2 separate regions of the Mus musculus genome follow, and region 1 is linked to region 2. The links are chromatin contacts, called in public Micro-C maps. All regions are on one chromosome and are shown on one strand. The core of a region is the stretch at or near the end of the contact, and the rest is flanking DNA. Distances in the headings are between cores, read along the strand shown.

The links. Hi-C and Micro-C count contacts between places; a contact is called where the count stands out from the background.
Region 1: a Micro-C map of embryonic stem cells shows a contact between it and region 2, with 1.6 times the contacts expected there. The contact joins the promoter of Duox2 here to the enhancer-like site in region 2. A contact is called at or near these places in 5 of 39 promoter capture datasets (the 3T3-L1 cell line, embryonic stem cells and macrophages), 29 of 484 Hi-C or Micro-C datasets (the C2C12 cell line, the C3H10T1/2 cell line, the G1E-ER4 cell line and 17 more), 5 of 115 datasets of contacts at active chromatin or transcription factors (the SCID.adh cell line, embryonic stem cells, pancreatic cancer cells and 1 more) and 3 of 9 other capture datasets (adipose tissue, liver and pancreatic islet).

What each region holds. Positions count from the first base shown.
Region 1 is chr2:122,296,831-122,299,704 of GRCm38.p6, reverse strand. Duox2 (dual oxidase 2) reads left to right here and starts at 1,478. Exons shown (of 33, transcript NM_001362755.1): 1 at 1,478-1,609; 2 at 1,893-1,982; 3 at 2,165-2,329; 4 at 2,836-2,874. The coding sequence starts at 1,540. It overlaps Duoxa2 (dual oxidase maturation factor 2), which reads right to left and starts at 805. Exons shown (of 6, transcript NM_025777.2): 1 at 518-805. The coding sequence starts at 664.
Region 2 is chr2:122,347,308-122,350,270 of GRCm38.p6, reverse strand. Duox1 (dual oxidase 1) reads right to left here. Exons shown (of 33, transcript NM_001099297.1): 33 at 2,299-2,963. The coding sequence ends at 2,879. It overlaps Shf (Src homology 2 domain containing F), which reads left to right. Exons shown (of 7, transcript NM_001374011.1): 7 at 732-1,379. The coding sequence ends at 918. Among named protein-coding and RNA genes, the nearest start is that of Shf, 20 kb to the left of the region's middle. Within about 2 kb of position 1,295, at least 251 of the 459 cell types and tissues checked have an H3K27ac peak or open chromatin away from gene starts, as enhancers often do. A contact at or near this core is called in the C2C12 cell line, the C3H10T1/2 cell line, the G1E-ER4 cell line and 15 more, where this site is marked.

The DNA of each region.
Region 1 (2,874 bases), core at 229-2,728, 51 kb after region 2:
TTCTCAGACTTATAACAATGTAGTTCAGGACCTGGAGGCTGGGAGCTTGGAAATTTCTCTTGCTTGCTACACGTTTGAATCTTCTGTGAAACTCTCTTGAGTCTTTAACTCAACACAGTAAGAAAAGCACAGAAGTCCCCATTCTCTTGATCATGGTTCAAAGCACAGGACAGAGGGGCTAAGGCATTCAGAGACCAGAGACGGGGGGGGGGGCTGGCCGCACCCGAAGGCTAGACTTAATTCCAAATATACTGGGCTGATTCCCACTGCTGCTGCAGCTTCCAAAAGAAGCCAGCTGGAGTCTCTTCCCGGGATGTCCTGGACCAAGGAACCTCTTCCTCGGAAGAGTCGCTTACTGCACCAGACTTCTAAATTTGCATCTGCTGATCCTCGGAGAATCTTCCTTAGTCTCTTCTGTCCTGAGTCTCCAAGAAACTCTCTCCATATCGCACTATTACCCCCACGAAATCGGCTTCTTCTAGAATCCCTCTAGGGAGAACTTTGAATACCCCCTTACCGAGTGCCCACGGATTCCAGGCAAGATGAACAGGAAGCTAGCAGCCAAAGACAAGAACACCAGGATAACAATGAGCAGCGGTACGCTGAAGCTGGCGGCATGCCTGGGCTGGGGGTAAAAGGGTAGCACCCCGTCCCACGCAGTCATCCTGCAAGAAGTTCGAGAACTGTTCGCAGGCAGCGAGCTGGGATGAGTGATAAAAAGTCCGAGCCCTGCGGCTCTCCTAAGAAGCGCAGAGGCGTGATCTCCCGAAACTCTTTCCTGGCCCTGCGACTTCACGCAGTGTTCACAAAGAAACGCAGACCCCCTCCTTTTATAGGAGCGTGGGCAGCAAGCAGGGGCGGCGTCCAAACCAGGTAGCAGGGTCCTGTCTGGTTGAGGTCATGCAAACGAAGGGGCGGAGACATGCAAATAACTGAAATCCTGTCCTTAACTCGACCGCAAACCTCTGATTCACACATTCACACCTGCTAGCGGTGGCGCGAGCGACACCTGCTAGGCAGGACGAAGAGCGAAGGGTGAACGGGCATCCAGGAAGGGTGAAGATTCTCGGAGCTGCTCCCAGGAGCGGAGCAGGAAACAAAATCTCCAAGACCACGGAAGACTGTTGAACCGGACCGGATCCCTTACACCAGAGGTTGGGTCTCCTAGCTCCTTTCTCCCCTTTGAACGTAATTCATCCTAGATGAGGATGAGGTTGGCTGCGCGTCCCTAGCTCTCAGTTCATTAGCCTCTCTCCCTTTTCTATCCCCCTCCTGGAGAAGCAGTACTTGGGAAATTGGGCTGAGAGGACTAGGTTTTAGAACAAACCCCATAGACAGTCCCGCTGCGCTCCTGACCAGGGTGTTAATGTGCTTGAGATCAGCATCAGACAGGGTTAGGGTGGCAGACGGTCTTAATGCCAGAAAGCGCGTCGTGAAGATGTGGGACCTGAGTAGTACCTCTCTGCTCCTCTCCCAGTACCAGCCGTGGGAGTGTGCGCTCTTGACACACTACCCCCCACCGCCGGGATCAAGGACAGCATGCTTCCAACAAGTCCCAAGACTCTAGTTCTCCTGGGCGCTCTGCTGACTGGACCCCTGGGCCCAGCAGGTACGTAGTAGGGGCCTCTTGCTGAAGGGGCTAGCCAGTGTCCCACAGGAGTGTGGAAAGAGAAGGGAAGGCAGATGGCGCCTGGAAGCTGGAAGGGTTGAGCCATCTCTTATTGAGCTATTGAGTTGGAAGACTTCTGACCGCCTCGGCTCAGCGGCCAAAGGATTGGAGATGGCGTTCATTGGCAGGAGTTAGCCAGCTGAGGAAGGAGCCTAAAGCCCATCGGGTCATTCAGGGCATTCTGGAAGGTTAATGTTAAGTGGGAGGCTTTCTGCTCCCACAGGTGGCCAGGACGCACCCTCACTGCCCTGGGAAGTGCAGCGCTACGACGGCTGGTTTAATAATCTGAAGTACCACCAGCGCGGTGCGGCTGGTAAGCCCCGGGCTCTGTAGGGAGGGCGTGCAGTTGGAGTGTGGGGAGAGGAGCCGGGGCGGCCTGCGGGATTGCATTCTCACCACATTCTTATCCATTCCTGGGGGTAGGAAATGGGAGGGGGCATGTGGGGCTTCTTGGGGACCCAGAGCGTTGATCCAGATCAACTCTCTGCGCTCCAGGCTCGCGGCTGCGTCGCCTAATACCGGCTAATTATGCTGACGGTGTTTATCAGGCTCTGGAAGAGCCGCTACTGCCCAACCCTCGCCGGCTAAGCGATGCTGTCGCTAAGGGCAAAGCAGGGCTGCCCTCGGTCCACAACCGCACAGTGCTGGGGGTCTTCTTTGGTGAGTATAGGAACAGGAAACCAGGGTGGATCTGGAGCTTGCTGAGTGTCCAGGGAAAGGACCACCGCAACTTGCAGAAAAAAGAACTTTCCAAGAAGTGCTTCTGTTATCATCTTTGAGGGTTTGGGTGTGATGCGGGGATCTTTCTCTTACTTTACTTCAAACCAACACGTACATTGGGTCCCCACTAGAACTCTCAGAAACTTATGCCCTGACCACTGCTGTCCTCAAGACTCTCATGACTGCCACACAGAGGTGAAGGGAGCTTGTTTTCAAATCGTATCCGCCTCCCCCCCTCCCACCCCCGAAACGATATTGGCATGTTCACAAGGGGATGCTACGTTTTGTTTGCATCTTAGAAGATCAAGTCTGGCGGGGGGGGGGGGATAAGCTGAAGAGACAGCGTTGAAGCTTGTGCTCTGGCCTCTGTGTCCTGATAATTCAGAGGCTCTCCTAAGGAGAGCGGGACCTGGTGATTTATCTACCACTTTGCTCTCTTAACCCAGGCTACCACGTGCTCTCAGACCTGGTGAGTGTGGAAACAC
Region 2 (2,963 bases), core at 46-2,545:
TGCTTCTTCTCTGATGGAAAGAGGTTGCAATCAGACTCCAGGCTGGGGGGCTCCCATGCCCTCTCATCTCACCTCCACACCATAATTCCTTTGTCTGTCCTACCCAACTCTGGGTAGGTAATGCTAACCGAGTCTCCAGATGATGTCACTCCAGGCCTAAGGGCTGGCTGGCTGGACTGAGAGGGTCTGACTTGGTGTAAGACCCACAGACTGGTGCTGCCATATAGCTCAAGAAGGGGAAACTGAGCATAAGGCCGGGCTGTAGTCAGTTGCTAAGGTGCTGGCTAGTCTGTCCAAAGCCCTGGGTTCTGGGCTCAGTACCCCATACACTGGCATACACCTATAATTAAGAGGTGGAGACACAGACTAGCCTGACCTGTATGAATCGGTCTCAAAAGTCCAGGTAGGGTTAAACTGGCCTTAGCCAAAGGCTATGGGCTAGGGTCACAGAATTGGAGGGTGCGGGGCACCCCACTTTCCACCAGCACACACCCTGTATACTCACCACACACACATTCTTGGTACAATGAGCGTCCTCACCACAAAGCCAGTGCCTCATGCTACCTACTCAACCCTCTCCTCTCCTCCCCTCCCCTCCCCTCCCCCACCATCCCGTCTCTGTCCACCTCCCACTTGAAGCTGGCTTTGGAATCACACTTGCTGGGAGAGTCGGGGTAGAAGTAGGGGACTGAGGAGAACCCCTGGTCACCGGGATCTCTTTCTCTTCCTAGGAGCAGTCAGGGCTTCATGCACATGAAGCTGTCCCGGACTAAGGAACACAAGTATGTGTTGGGCCAGAACAGCCCACCCTTCAGCAGCGTCCCTGAAATCGTGCACCACTATGCCAGCCGCAAGCTGCCCATTAAGGGAGCGGAACACATGTCCCTGCTCTACCCTGTGGCCATCCGGACTCTGTAGATGTGAGACCAGGGCACTATGATAGACCTGGACCCAGTCCTTGTCACCTGCACGGGGGCAGCGGTTCTTACCAAGGACATGATGTCAGAAACCTGGCTTCCCCTTGTCCTAGGATCTAGCAGGCGCTGAAGATTCCTTAATTTATTATAAAGGGGAGGGAATCCTGGGCCTTGGAATAAAGGGACTGTGTGGAGCTGGGCACCGAGGAGAGCCTGAGGAGGAAGGGGTCTCCCCGCCCCAGTCAGACACTAGGGAGGGAGTGGCGACCTCCCTCCCGCACCACCCACCCTCCGCATCCTCCCTTCTCCCCGTCCCCAGCGGGCCGCCCGGGCTCCGGGCCAGAGGCTCGGCCAGGCAGAGCTGCGGCTGCCGGCGCCGCCCAGGGGCTGCCGGGAGGGGGCGGGGAGCGAGCCCGACTATAAATTGAGGCTGGAGCCGACGCCGGCCGCCTGCGAAAAGCACTTTCCGAGCATCCACTCGCTTCCTTTGACCAAACACCTCACGCCGGGCAGGGGGCGTCCAGGCCGCGTCGCTCCTGCCATTGCTCCCGAGCGAGCCCGGCTTCCCGCCAGCAGCGAGCGGTTTGTCTGGGAGGCGCCGAGAGACAAAGAGGCAGCGCGCCAGGCTGACGGCGCGGATGGCGCTGCCACGCGGGCGGGAGGCGCGCTTCCCTGAGGCGGCGCGCTCCCGCTCCTGGCTGGCTGGCTGGGCGCGCCGTGTCCCTTTCCCTTAGCTCCCTCTGGTGGCCGGGTCTGGGGCCACGCACCTCAGCCGACCCCCGTGGGTCCGGGGCCTTCCCGCTGCTCCACAGACAGGTTCTGTGGGAGCCAGACGCCCTCGGGACGGTTGTCCTCTTAGGACAACCTGAGGCCCCTTGCTTGCCTCAACCCAAGCCCGCGGTGCATTAGCGCTGATTAGAATCAGTTGGGAATTTCTCCAAAGTGAGGATGTGTGATCTGAGAAACGAGGTATTCCGAATAGATCATTTGGCATTGGGCACCTTTTCAGAAACTCTCTGAAGGTTGCTCTGCCTTTGAATGATAGGAAGAGGACCCACCATTTTGCACCTGAGAAAACAGGCCTAGAGGGGTTAGGAGACATCTATCTCCTCATGCTGCCTGGAAGACCTTGTCTCAGGGCAGAGCTAGAATAGCTGATGCCCTGGAGGAAGCCAGGCCGACTGCAGCTCCCTGAGGACTCCTCTCTGTCCTTGTGATCCGCTGTCAGCAGCCTAACACCAGAGTGAGGAAGGGCTTTTCAGTCTTCGCTGCTTTTATTCAGTAGATACTGGAGAGATGCCTGGACCACCGTGGCAAAGCCCACTGGGTGGATGATTTCCTTAGCTCCACCTTGACCTAAGGCAGCAAAAAAGAAACTCCAAAGGGGGAAACACCGTTTATTTGCAAAACAGACCACTAGAAGAGGGAGATGGGGCTGAGGGGCACTGCTCCAGGCGGTTAGTGGGCACAGAAAGGTCTGACTACATTTTACATTTTGAGAGATCAGTTGTTCAGTTAGGCTGGTCCTGAGGGTTTCTGTAAGTTGCCCCTGGCTACTCTAAGACATCTCCCAACCATTTTGAAGAGAGGAAGAACACAGTGAAGAGGACTTGAAGACGCCAGCATCCATACTATCACTCAGACTCACTTTCAAAAACTTGACAGGTTGTCTACTGTCAAGTTTTTGCTTAATTCTCACTTTGTCTCAACCCAAAAGCTCCCCTACTTCTGAACCTATAGTTCTTAAACAGTGCTCCTTCGACAAACTCAAGACACATTCTGGCCCTAGAGATCTCTGAGCCTACACATGATGCCTGAGCGAGGCTACTTGGACCAACCAAGTTGGCAGGTGGGAAGGGCCAAGGCTGAGGTGGCCAGAAATGAGTACTGGGTTAAGGCACAGGCCAAAGCCCCTGCTGTCCCAGCAGGGCAGTAGTGGGCATAGTTGCTGGGCAGGAGGCCTAGAAGTTCTCATAATGGTGAGAAAAATGAGTCCTGTCCTGCCTGTTGATGAGCTGACAAGCCTTCTCCACATTCTTGGTCATG